Linked DNA regions of Zea mays: all the other regions are linked to region 1. Evidence: chromatin contacts called from public Hi-C data. All regions are on one chromosome and are shown on one strand. Each heading gives the region's core, a stretch centred on a gene start, on an enhancer-like site or on the middle of the called end of the contact. The rest is flanking DNA. Distances are from core to core; before and after follow the strand shown.

Region 1 (3,769 bases), core at 342-2,841:
AAAAAAAGGAGGCAGAAAATCTGATGCCTGATGCGGAAGTTAGCAGAAAGAACAGCATGTGGCCACAGCGCATCTGCAGTACAAAAAAACAACTCAATTATTTGGATCCCAAAGAAAGAGATAGCTGTTACTACTTCTCTCGTCACCCATTGCTGCTGTCGCCTGTTGATCCGGATCATCGTGAGTCCTGACCTAACCATTAACCAGCATCCTTTCAGTGCAAGCAAGCAAGCAAGCAATTGGTTTCCAGAGAAGCTAGGCACGCTGCCACTGGAATTGATGAAAAAGGCTTGTGCTGGACTGTGTGTGTCATCAGCAGTGCACACCGCACAAATGCCCAAGCAATGAAGCAACAGTGGCGCACAAGACAGGACAAGGTGCCTGTCGCAGGAGGGATTCCCTGTTGTGGCCTGACCTAACAGTCGCCCCTAGAGTCTGAAGCTGCCGGCGTTCCTCATAATAATCCCAACAAGGCTCATGACTCTTGTCAATGGCAGGTCGCTTTCGGTAGCTACTATAGCATCCCCTGCAGGGTGGCCGGATGGCACCTGCATGGATGGATGGAGAGCATAAAAACCTTTGCCATGAGCTGTATTGTCACTCCGTTTTCTTTTGGGAAAAAAAGGAAGAGGAACAGCGGCGCGCGCACGTCGAGAAGTGAGATGGGGCGGGTGATCCAGGAAATCAAATCGCCATCGCCATGGGGGTCGTCCATGGCAAGTGGAGTGATAAAAGATTTATCATTTATATATGCATGGGCCAGAGCCCAGGGATGGGAGATAGATAAGCAACTTGATAGATATCCACTGAAAACTCCAGACAAAGTTCTTCACCTCCAGATTCCTCACAGAGACAAGCCCTCAATTATTACCCCCTTCCCCCCAAAAAAATTCAATGATGCTAGTCGTACCTCGTCCTCCTTTATAAAGCAACAAACTGCAAGCTGCTTCTGATGCACCATCCAGCCATCCAGGGGCTGCAAGCCTGCAACCTAAAGCAAGAACAAGCAGAGCAAGAGAGAGAGATATGGAGCGAGGAGACGAGGCATCGTCAGTAGTGAGCAAGGCCAGCACAGCAGAGCAGCGACTCACCAGGGAGCAGCACGGCGACGGCGCGGCGTGGCTGAACCTGACGCTGGGCGCGAGCGAATCGCCGTCGCCGTCTCCGTCCCCGGACGCCGCGAGCTGCTCCGCGGACTCCGAGTCCGGGTCCGGGTCCGGGTCCGCCGCCAAGCCGCCCCCGCACAAGGTGTTCTCCTGCAACTTCTGCCTGCGCAAGTTCTTCAGCTCGCAGGCGCTGGGCGGGCACCAGAACGCGCACAAGCGGGAGCGCAGCGCCGCCAAGCGATCCTCGTACCACGCGCAGCGGGTGGTCGTGGGCGGCCTGCCGCTGCACGCGCACGCCGCCCTCATGCGCTCCCTCCGAGCCAACCCGGCGCCGGCGCCGGCGGTCAGGACGGCGGCGAGGTTCCTCGAGGGCGGCGTGGCGGCGGCGGCCTGGGCAACGGTCCCGTGCGAGGAGGCGCCGAGCTCGGCCTGGCCTGGGAGCTTCAGGCTGAGAGCGCCGCACTCGGAGTATGAGCAAGCGTGTGAGCCGATTCAGCCGAGTAAGATCGACTTGGACCTCAGGCTCTGATGGTGATACGCTGGTGTGGTCTGGTTGGTTCGAGATCGAGTGCGTGAGTTCGGCCCCGTTTCAATCTCATGAGCTAAACTTTAGCTTCCTGCTAAACTTTAGCTATATGAATTGAAGTGCTAAAGTTTAGTTTCAATTATCACCATTAGCTCTCATGTTTAGATTATGGCCCCGTTCCAATCTCGCGAGATAAACTTTAGCAGCTATTTTTTAGCTACTTTTAGCCATTTATAATCTAAACATGAGAGCTAATGGTGGTAATTGAAACTAAACTTTAGCACTTCAATTCATATAGCTAAAGTTTAGCAGGAAGCTAAAGTTTATCCCGTGAGATTGAAATGGGGCCTATAAATGGCTAAAAGTAGCTAAAAAATAGCTGCTAAAGTTTATCTCGCGACATTGGAACAGGGCCTTCGTCGAGGTTCATGTTCATCTGCTGAATAAACTGGTCTGGAGATGCGATCAGGTTCAGCTCACCGTCAGATGAGAAACCATGTGGTGGTACTGAATTTTGGACATATTGTTGATGCTGCTGGCGTTGTTGTTTGAGTCGCTGTTAGAATTGTTTGATGGCGCTGCAACCAAGTGTTCCTGTAGCTGGAAACTGTATTTAGCTCTCTCTATATATTGACGTCAGCGCGAAGAACTCTTCGTCACAAACGATTCGGGATCGGAACAAGACACAGCTCTAGCATCGGCGGGCAGCAAAATAAGCGGGAAAACATGGGGTAAGGCTGTGCGCAGCGGTTACCGCTGCCTCTCCCCCTCCCCTTGCATGCGGTCCCCCTACACGTCGGTTCTCTTCTCTCTCCCCCCAGATCTAGCGTGTCACTGTTCATCACCCTAAACATTGTGCTATGGGTCCACGAGTAATTGTTAGTAGATAAAAAATTGATAGTTGGTATAGAAAATGATATTTTATAGTGGTAGTGGGGTATAGGGGGAGTATTTAGGGGGAACCGCTGCGGGAGATGAAAAAATAGGGGGAAAAATAGGAGGAAAAGTGATATAGGGGGAAAAATTTAGAGGTAACCGTTGCGGATAGCCTAAGAAGCTGTTACGGTGTTGCGTACCACGTAAGTTCATCCCGATTTTAGATATGCGGCACATAAAATTTGTCACACAAAGTAGTGTCCATCCCAATTTAGGGTATGTTCGGTTATTTTCAATCCATATAGATTGAAGGGGATTAATACGGATTGAGAGAGATTTTGACTTACTAGGGATTGAAATCCTCTCAATCTCCATCAATTCATATAGATTGGGGTAGAACCGAACAAGCCGTTAAGGGATGTTTGAATTCACTAGAACTAACAGTTAGTTGGCAAAAAAAATTGCTAGTGAAATTAGCTAGCTAATAAATAACTAGCTAAATATTAACTAATTTAATAAAACTAGCTAATAGTTGCTAGGGTGTTTAGATGTCTCTAACTAATTTTAGCTACTAAATATTAGCTATATTGCATTCAAACACCCTTGCTAATATTTTAGATATTAGCTATTTTTAGTAAATTAGCTACTAGTTAACTAGATATTTGTTAGCTAACTAATTCTTCTAGCAAATTTTTAGCTAACTAAAGCCTTGTTTCAATCTCAAGAGATAAACTTTAGCAGCTTTTTTAGCTACTTTTACCCATTTGGTGATCAAACAGGAGAACTAATGGTGGTGTGATAAAATTTAGCACATATTATCACATAAACTGCTCAAGAGGTGCTAAAGGAGCTAAACGTGAGCCAGAGAACCTCATTTTTCACTCATACCCTCTAACTCCATTCTCTCTCCACATTAGGGGCATGGGTGTCTTTTTATTCCAATATGCTAAACTTTATTAGAGTAGTCCAAACATCCTAAGGAGCTAAACTTTAGCACTTTAATTCATATGGCTAAATTTTAGCAGGAAGCTAAAGTTTATCCCGTGAGATTGAAACGGGCCTAAGGGAATGTTTGAATGCACTAAAACTAATAGTTAGTTGGCTAAAAAATTTTAGTAGAATTAGTAAGCTAACAAATAACTACCTGACTATTAATTTACCAAAAATAGCTAATAGTTGAACTATTAGTTAGGGTGTTTGAATGTCTCAACTAATTTTAGACACTAACTATTAGCTCTAAGGGGTGTTTGAATGTACTAGA
Region 2 (3,769 bases), core at 817-3,316, 710 kb before region 1:
GAAACGCGGCCGTGAGGGCAGGAGGGTTGAGGTTTTAAGGAACCTGATGTGAGCCTTCCAAAAGCAAGTCTGACAAGTTCTAGAGGTTGATTAAGATTTAAATTGTTGTATGTTTAAAATGGAAAATTAATCAGCCCAACAGAAAAAGTAAGGAATTATATTATGTATGTAACCAAGAAAATCTAAAATCTCATTTTAGACTTATGAGGCCCCTTCATTCTATGATGATAAAAGGAATCACCACTGAAGGGAAGCAGATGCAGATGCCCCACAAGATTTTATATAACATATACGGTACTATTTTATTTGTTGACTCATCTCACACCCCGTTATACTCCAGGATACCACATGACAAGTAAAGCACGATTAAATCACTTCAACCATAGCATCTTTCCTTCTCAGTGACCCCTAACAGTAACAGAGTAAAAAACATGAGATCAAAAAGAGCAACAGAATCCTATTCATGCACATCACACAATAAGCATCGTTGTGCTATAAATCTGTTGGTAAGAAAGAGATACTGACCAATGCGCACACCACCAGGTGATAATGCACTGCTGTCACCAAAGACAGCATTTTTGTTCAGTGTAATGTTGCATAGGTCACATAGCATCTCAACTTTATTGCCTGCAATTTTGATAAACCAATTTTATAGCAAGTTTGTACAGCCTGCTAAGGGAAAGCCAAAGCATGCCATCGAATCCTGCTATGCTCCTCGCCAAAAAGGAAAACAAAAGAATCTTGCTATGCATACCAGTCAAGCCAAGAGGGCGCAGATCCCAGAGAACAAGGTGGTTCTCTGTTCCATCAGTAACCAACTTGTAGCCCTTACTCATCAAATGGTTACCAAGGGAAACTGTGTTTGCCTTGACCTGCTGGATATAGGCCTTGAATCCAGGTGACATGGCCTGTTTCAAGGCTACAGCTAGAGCAGCAATTTGGTGATTGTGAGGCCCCCCCTGGAGTGACGGGAACACAGCAAAGTTGATCTTGTCCTCGTAGTCATACAGAGCACCCTCAGGCTGGCCTTTTTTTGGAGGCTTTGGGCCCTTCCTGTAGAAAATCATACCAGACCTTGGCCCTCGAAGACTTTTGTGGGTCGTAGTGGTAACCACATCAGAGAACTCAAAAGGATCCAAAGCCTCCTATAGAAGAATGAAGGAATTAACATGGATGGTAAAGTAAAAGAATATACAGAATATGGGAGTCCAGCAGGATTTCTGTAGAAATTACAAAGTTTAACTTGAAAAATTCAAATTTCTGCATCCATAACTACCCTGGCCAATAGCATCATGTCATCACTTAGTTTGGATGCATGCATTTGGTGCTCTGTTTGTATGTTCATAAGTTGATCATTGACTATTGATCTGAGACACTCCACAAATTACTCTACAAGTCTACATCAATGCCGGTGAGAGATTACTAGATCACATGACTTCAGAATTGTCAATAGATTTGACAAACTTGGGCATGCCATCTCAATCTAAACAGCAGATTTTACTGCATTTCTTTTTGTTTGCTCCATAGGGAAAACTGTCCTAGTTTGTTTTTCCCCTTCTGCTCCAAAAACTCTTTCTTCGTGTGCAAATTCTATCTAGCTAAAGGAGTGACACCAGTTGATGGCACAATCAGGATGATCGATCACCTCACTTGGAGAAATAGTGCTTGCCTTACATAGAAAAGCTACAACTTTTGTATCGACTACTCAGATAAACACAACTGACGATAGAAAGTAAAACGTTTATATTCATAAACAATCGGCAATTGAAACGCATATAGAGTATAGTTTAAATACGCAGCAACAAAGACAATTAGTTACCTGCGCAGCAACGAGACCACTGATATGAGCCATGTCGCAGAGCAACATGGCCCCGCACTTGTCTGCGATGGCCCTGAACCTGGCGTAATCCCACTCCCGAGGGCACGCACTACCGCCACAGATGATAAGCTTGGGGCGGAAATCCATGGCCTTTTCCTCCAGCTTATCGTAGTCGACGTACCCGGTGTCGGAGCTCACCTTATACGGCAGGCTCTGGAAGTAGATGGAGGTTGCAGAAATCTTCTTGCCACTCGCCGTGTAGTACCCGTGGGTGAGGTGGCCCCCGGACGGCAGGTCGAGCCCCATGATCCTGTCGTTCGGCTGGAGCAGCCCCGTGTAAGCCGCGAAATTGGCGGGGGACCCCGAGTAGGGCTGCACGTTGACGCCCCAGCGGGCGGGGTCGAGGTGGAAGGCGGCGAGCGCGCGGGTCCGGCAGAGCTCCTCGATTTCGTCGATGACCTCGTTGCCGCCGTAGTAGCGCGCCCCCGGCATGCCCTCCGAGTACTTGTTGGTGAGCGGGGAGCCCAGCGCCTCCATGACAGCGAGCGAGGTGAAGTTCTCCGAGGCGATGAGCTCGATACCCGCTCGCTGCCGCCGCTTCTCGCGCTCGATTAGGTCGTACACCTCCGGGTCGACCTCGGCCAGCGGCCTCAGCCCCCACTCCTCCACGTTGTCCATAGCTGCGGCCGCGGGCGCCGCCGTAGTGGAGACCGCGGTGGCGGCGGAGAGGAGCGCGGGCCGGGCGGCGACGGCGCGGAGGAGCGGGGCGTGGAGAAGGGAGTAAGAGGGTTTAGTGTAGGCATGCTTGAAGAGAGCCCTGGAGACGGTGGCGGCGGAGGTTGCGGCCGCGGCGGGGCTGGCGAGGTGGTGCGAGGCCATTGCGGCAACACACGCACGCACGGTGTTCGGTAGATTGCCGCCGCCACGGATGGCGGCGCTACGGAGCAGAGGAGGTGACGGGGACAGGGGCTGGACCGCGGGCTGGAGTGAGGGCGGGTTATATGGCAAGCCGCCATTTAAGGGTCGGTGTCGTGGTTACTCGGGCGCCGCTAGCTTTTTCCACCCGTTGATTCCGCTCCGCGGCTATCGTTTTATTTTATTTTTGTTATTAGTTTTATATAAACTGTATCGTATATCAAATGTACCTGCGTGTCTCCGTTTAAAAAATGTTAATACGATAATTACTAGATGAGACTAAAAATCAATTTAATTAGTTATAATTAACTAGTTAATTAGCTACATGCCCTTCTTTCACTATCGACTTTCTAACATCCAAATAGCTAGGTTCTTTGACATTCTATTTGGCACCAGATTCTTCGTCCTGGTTCTTAGGCTTGTTTTCTTCCGGCGAATTTTCATTCTACATAACTTGGATTGGACTATCGGCGGCTTCTTCCACATGGTCCTTCTCGACAGCGCGGTTAACATCGTCTCCATAGGGAGAGTCAGAATATATGGTATAGGAACTAAAGCGCTCATTTAGATGTGAGCCATATAAAACAACAAAGGAAGCTTCACAGATGGCGCTGAGGGCGGTAACTTGTAGGCACAAGTGAGGAATACCGCTGGTGCAGCACTCCTCACCTCCTTGCTCCTTATATACGCGTAGCGGCTCACAAATCGAGAGTCTAGCACAAAAGGCACTCATTGTCATCCTAGTCCAATAATATAGATACATTTTTGCATATAGATACACCATGATGCAGATTTGAAGACATACATGGGAGAAGATAATATTGGGTCAAGGACACAACTCCACTTTAGGGCTTGTTCGTTTCACCGTCAATCCATGTGGATTGGGTTGTATTGAGTCGGTTTAAATCCATAACAAGTCAAAATCCATTCCAATCCATCCCAATACACACCAATCCACATGGAATTGAAATAACCGAACAAGCCCTTAAGTGGGGTGATAAGGACATTACTCCTTTGAATTCACATTATGGTCCT
Region 3 (3,769 bases), core at 339-2,838, 540 kb before region 1:
TCCATCGCGGATCGTTCGAGCCTAGACGCGGATCATTCGGACGTATGCAGAGAAGGAGCCGCTCCTGCACCCAAGTCGTGGCCCGTCCGATCATGTGTCTCAGACCGTCCACGCCTCCATAGAGAGCACCGTCATCGGTTCATCTTCCGATGATTGGCGCCCAGATCGACGCCAACATATTGAATGAGATTGAAAAAAAATTATAAAAGATGTGACTTGTTTATAATTTAAAACTATTAAGTCACAACCAATCCATATAGATTAAGAGCAAAATGAATAAATTCTTATTGTGTTTATTTACATGTATTATTTACACACCAATGAAAGAATTGATCCTTGCTTCTACCTACTCCTATATCACATGTATGTAGCTAATAAACAATGAATATGATGACTGTATATACACACGATCCGAACTAATCACCACTACGATCTAGATGAACAATCCAAGACACGGAGCACAAGTGACGAACAAATGAGCTGCTGATCCACACGAGCTTAACACTAACTAGGCCGGGATCATGAAGCGGGGCTTCTTGAACGCGAGCGGGCTGAGCACCTCGTCTTCGTCCACGCCCGCGCACCGCTCCGGCAGCGCAGGCAGGTTGAGGTCGAAGGCGACGGCCTGCGGCGGCGGCGGCGCCGAGGCTGGCACGGAGGTGGCGGCACCGAGGCTGCTGGTGGCCGCCGAGGCTGGCACGGAGGAGGAGGACGCGCGGGCGGGCGCGGCGGCGCTGCCGATGGTGCCGTCGTAGTGGCGGCGCTTGTGGCCGCCCAGCGCCTGCCCCGTCGGGAACGCCTTCCCGCACACGTTGCACTCGTGCGCCGCCGCCGCGGGTCTGGAGCCAGCCGACGACGAGGACGGCTGCGCCGGCTTCTTCTCGTCGTGGCGGTCCCCGTCTCCTGCGCCCGGCTCCGGCGCCAGCGCCGCCGCCGGAGAAGGCGAGGGCGAGGGCTTGGCGCGGTGGCTGGCCTTGTGGCCGCCCAGCGCCTGGTACGACGGGAACGCCTTGCCGCAGACGGAGCACGCGTGGTCCTGCGGCGGAGCCGCGGCGTCGGCGTCGGCGTCGCGGCGGCCGGTCGCCAGCATGACGAGGCACAGCGCCAGGTACTCCTCCTGGGTGGTCGGCTCCTTGGGCTGCTGGCCGTCGCGGTCGCGGCGGCGCCTCGAGCGCTTTCGCTTCGCGCGCCCTTGGCCGTCATGCTCCTGCTGCAGCAGCACCGCCTCCGCCTCCTCTGCCGCGCGGCCGCCGCAGCCGCTCGTCGTGGCGACCTGGTCCGCCGCCGCCGCGTCCGCCCTGCCGCTCGGCGACGGCGTCACCGCCGCGTCAAGAACCGCCATGTGCCGCCGAAAAGATGATCAGCTCAGCTCAGCTCAGCGCTGTCTCTCGCTCGCTCGCTCTCTCTCTCTCTCTGTGTGTGTGACTCTGTGTATCTCTCTGTCTGAGCTATAAATAACGCTCCCTGCTGCTTTGCACAACAAACGAACAAACAAGCTGTGCTTGCCGCAAGTTTATTTGCTTGGCGACGAAGGAACAGACCAGAGGAGAGGAGGTGCGCGGTTGCTTCCGGAAGTGATGTGTAGTGAGCGGAGGAGTAGGGCAAGTAAATGGACCGAGCTGAGGGCATTTTATACTCGACTCGACTGGATGGCTCCTCGGGATAACTACTCTGGGAGGATGAGGAAGAAGAGTCTCGGGGTCAAACACTCTTGTGTCTGGCTCATCTCATGGCAGGGACGAGTAGAAGAAGAGAAGAGTGACGGAATTGTTTAACACTTTTAACGACGCGTCAGCTGAGCTGACCACCACTCCACTCCGTTACCGACCGGTGGGCGGGTCAGCAGATGCAGATGGATCGGACGACTTGCGCCTTGCAGGCAGGGATGCAGTCCAGGGGAAGGAAAGGGAGGAGATGATGCCATGATGGCGAAAGTTCCGTACTCTCTGCGGGCGGTGCGGGGCAGAGGCGGCCCCCAACTGCCCCAACTGCAGATGCCAGGGTGTACTGCTCGCCGTGACGCGTGCTGGCCTGCTGCCTGCTGGGATGCTGCTGTGTTTGTTTCGCTTAGGCTATCCGCAGCGGTTCCCTCTAAATTTTTCCCCCTATATCACTTTTCTGGGTCACATCATCAATAGTGTATCCCCTACTTTTTTATCTCCCGCAGTGGTTTCCCCTAAATACTCCCCCTATATCCCACTACAATATAAAATATCATTTTCTATACCTACTTTTCATCGACTATCAATTTTTCTTCTACTATTAATTGAAGGCGGGCCCACAGGAACAGTGGTAGGGGGGAGAGCGCGCGTGCTGCAGCTGAGGGGAGAGAGAAGAGTCCCACGCGGTGGAGTGCGCGATAGCGTGCTGCGCTGCGGGCGATAGCGCGTGCGCTGTAGCCGGCATGCAAGCGAGCGCGCGCCGTAGCGTGCGGCGCTGCGGCCAGTCTTAAAAATCATGAGGTGTGTGTGTGCATGCATTGCTGTGTGGCCAAGATTAGGCCGCCGGCAGGCCGGCCGGCGTGCACATAGGACCGATGCACGCAGTGACGCAGGTCGTCACTGTGCATCGCCAACACTGTGGCCTCACTCACATCACATGCTGCTTCAGCGCGGTGCTCACAGAGATCCCCATTTGTAAAAATATATGGAAAACCGTCTTCTTACTGCCTATGATTGGCAGCCGCATCAATTGTATTTTTATATTGGCGTACGTATACAATGTCGAGTATAACTGAAACGCCGAAACAATCTCCTATATATAATATATAGGGTAACTAGGTGAGTGCCCGTACGTTGCAACGGAAATACATAATAACATAATAATTTATATACAAAATGTGTTTTATATTGTTATAAAAAAATGTTTCATAATCCATTTGTAATCCTAGCCATACATAAATTTTGTTATTTTAATTTAGCTATTTCACTACTACATTGCAACCATCGGTATTATACATACATACTTCGATTTATGCCACGATTTGCATGGTCTCATCATTGAAGAGCACGTGCCACACCTGCCGGTAGAAGTTCCCTCGTACATTGTCAGTTATCAGATACGCACCACCATACACGCTTGCTTAAACAAAAAAAGACAAGTGTATGTGTTTGCGAAGAGAATTAAAGGCGGGCCGGCATAAAAGCTACCCCGACGATGGCGAGTGGTCATTTGCTGTCGGTCCTCCTCTGCGTCACCTCTGGCGCCAAGATGATGCCATAGTACTTGATATAGTAGTCGTCGGACGCGCACGACATGGCGAGTACCGATGACTCTTGGCTGGGCTGCCAAACGAAGTGCACCCCGGGCTCATCAGCGAGGTAGTGCACCTAGCAGTTGCACCACCGGATGTGCTACTCCTCTACATACATCTTGTTCGAGTACACTAACACAACGTCAGCAACGGTCGTCGTCCCAGCGCACAAGAATTCATGACCGGTCAGTAGTGACTTACGTGGCAGGTTGAGCTTAAGGTGGATGATGAGCTGGACGTCGTGACGGCGCCGTTGTCGGATGCGGTGTCCAGAATAACCCGAGAGTCGCCGGCGTTGGCGACGACCATGAGGTCCCCCTGTTTGAAGATGGACAGCGCGGTGCAGCCGCTCTGGACCGCGTCCAAGCAGCGGCTGCGCTGGAGCTTGCCGAACACAGCGACACATGTGGCCACGTAGTACTGCTTCCAGAGGTCGAACTGGCAGTCGTCAAGCTTCTTCTCGTCGTCGATGAGCGACGCCAACGCGAGCGTAGGCGTGCAAACGGGGTGGGTGTA

What was found. Hi-C and Micro-C count contacts between places; a contact is called where the count stands out from the background.
Region 2: a contact with region 1 is called in a Hi-C map of ear, with 4 times the contacts expected there. The contact joins the promoter of LOC100381786 here to the promoter of LOC100502453 in region 1. A contact is called at or near these places in 3 of 25 Hi-C or Micro-C datasets (bundle sheath, ear and tassel).
Region 3: a contact with region 1 is called in a Hi-C map of endosperm, with 2.7 times the contacts expected there. The contact joins the promoter of LOC100281147 here to the promoter of LOC100502453 in region 1. A contact is called at or near these places in 2 of 25 Hi-C or Micro-C datasets (endosperm and tassel).

What each region holds. Positions count from the first base shown.
Region 1 is chr1:165,422,047-165,425,815 of Zm-B73-REFERENCE-NAM-5.0, reverse strand. LOC100502453 reads right to left here and starts at 1,591. Exons shown (of 3, transcript NM_001348473.1): 1 at 1,092-1,591; 2 at 911-991. The coding sequence starts at 1,412.
Region 2 is chr1:166,137,340-166,141,108 of Zm-B73-REFERENCE-NAM-5.0, reverse strand. It overlaps LOC100381786, which reads right to left and starts at 2,066. Exons shown (of 4, transcript NM_001174585.1): 1 at 1,820-2,066; 2 at 755-1,145; 3 at 526-627. The coding sequence starts at 1,966.
Region 3 is chr1:165,957,810-165,961,578 of Zm-B73-REFERENCE-NAM-5.0, reverse strand. LOC100281147 (zinc-finger protein 1) reads right to left here and starts at 1,588. Exons shown (of 1, transcript NM_001154066.2): 1 at 369-1,588. The coding sequence starts at 1,342. The coding sequence ends at 509.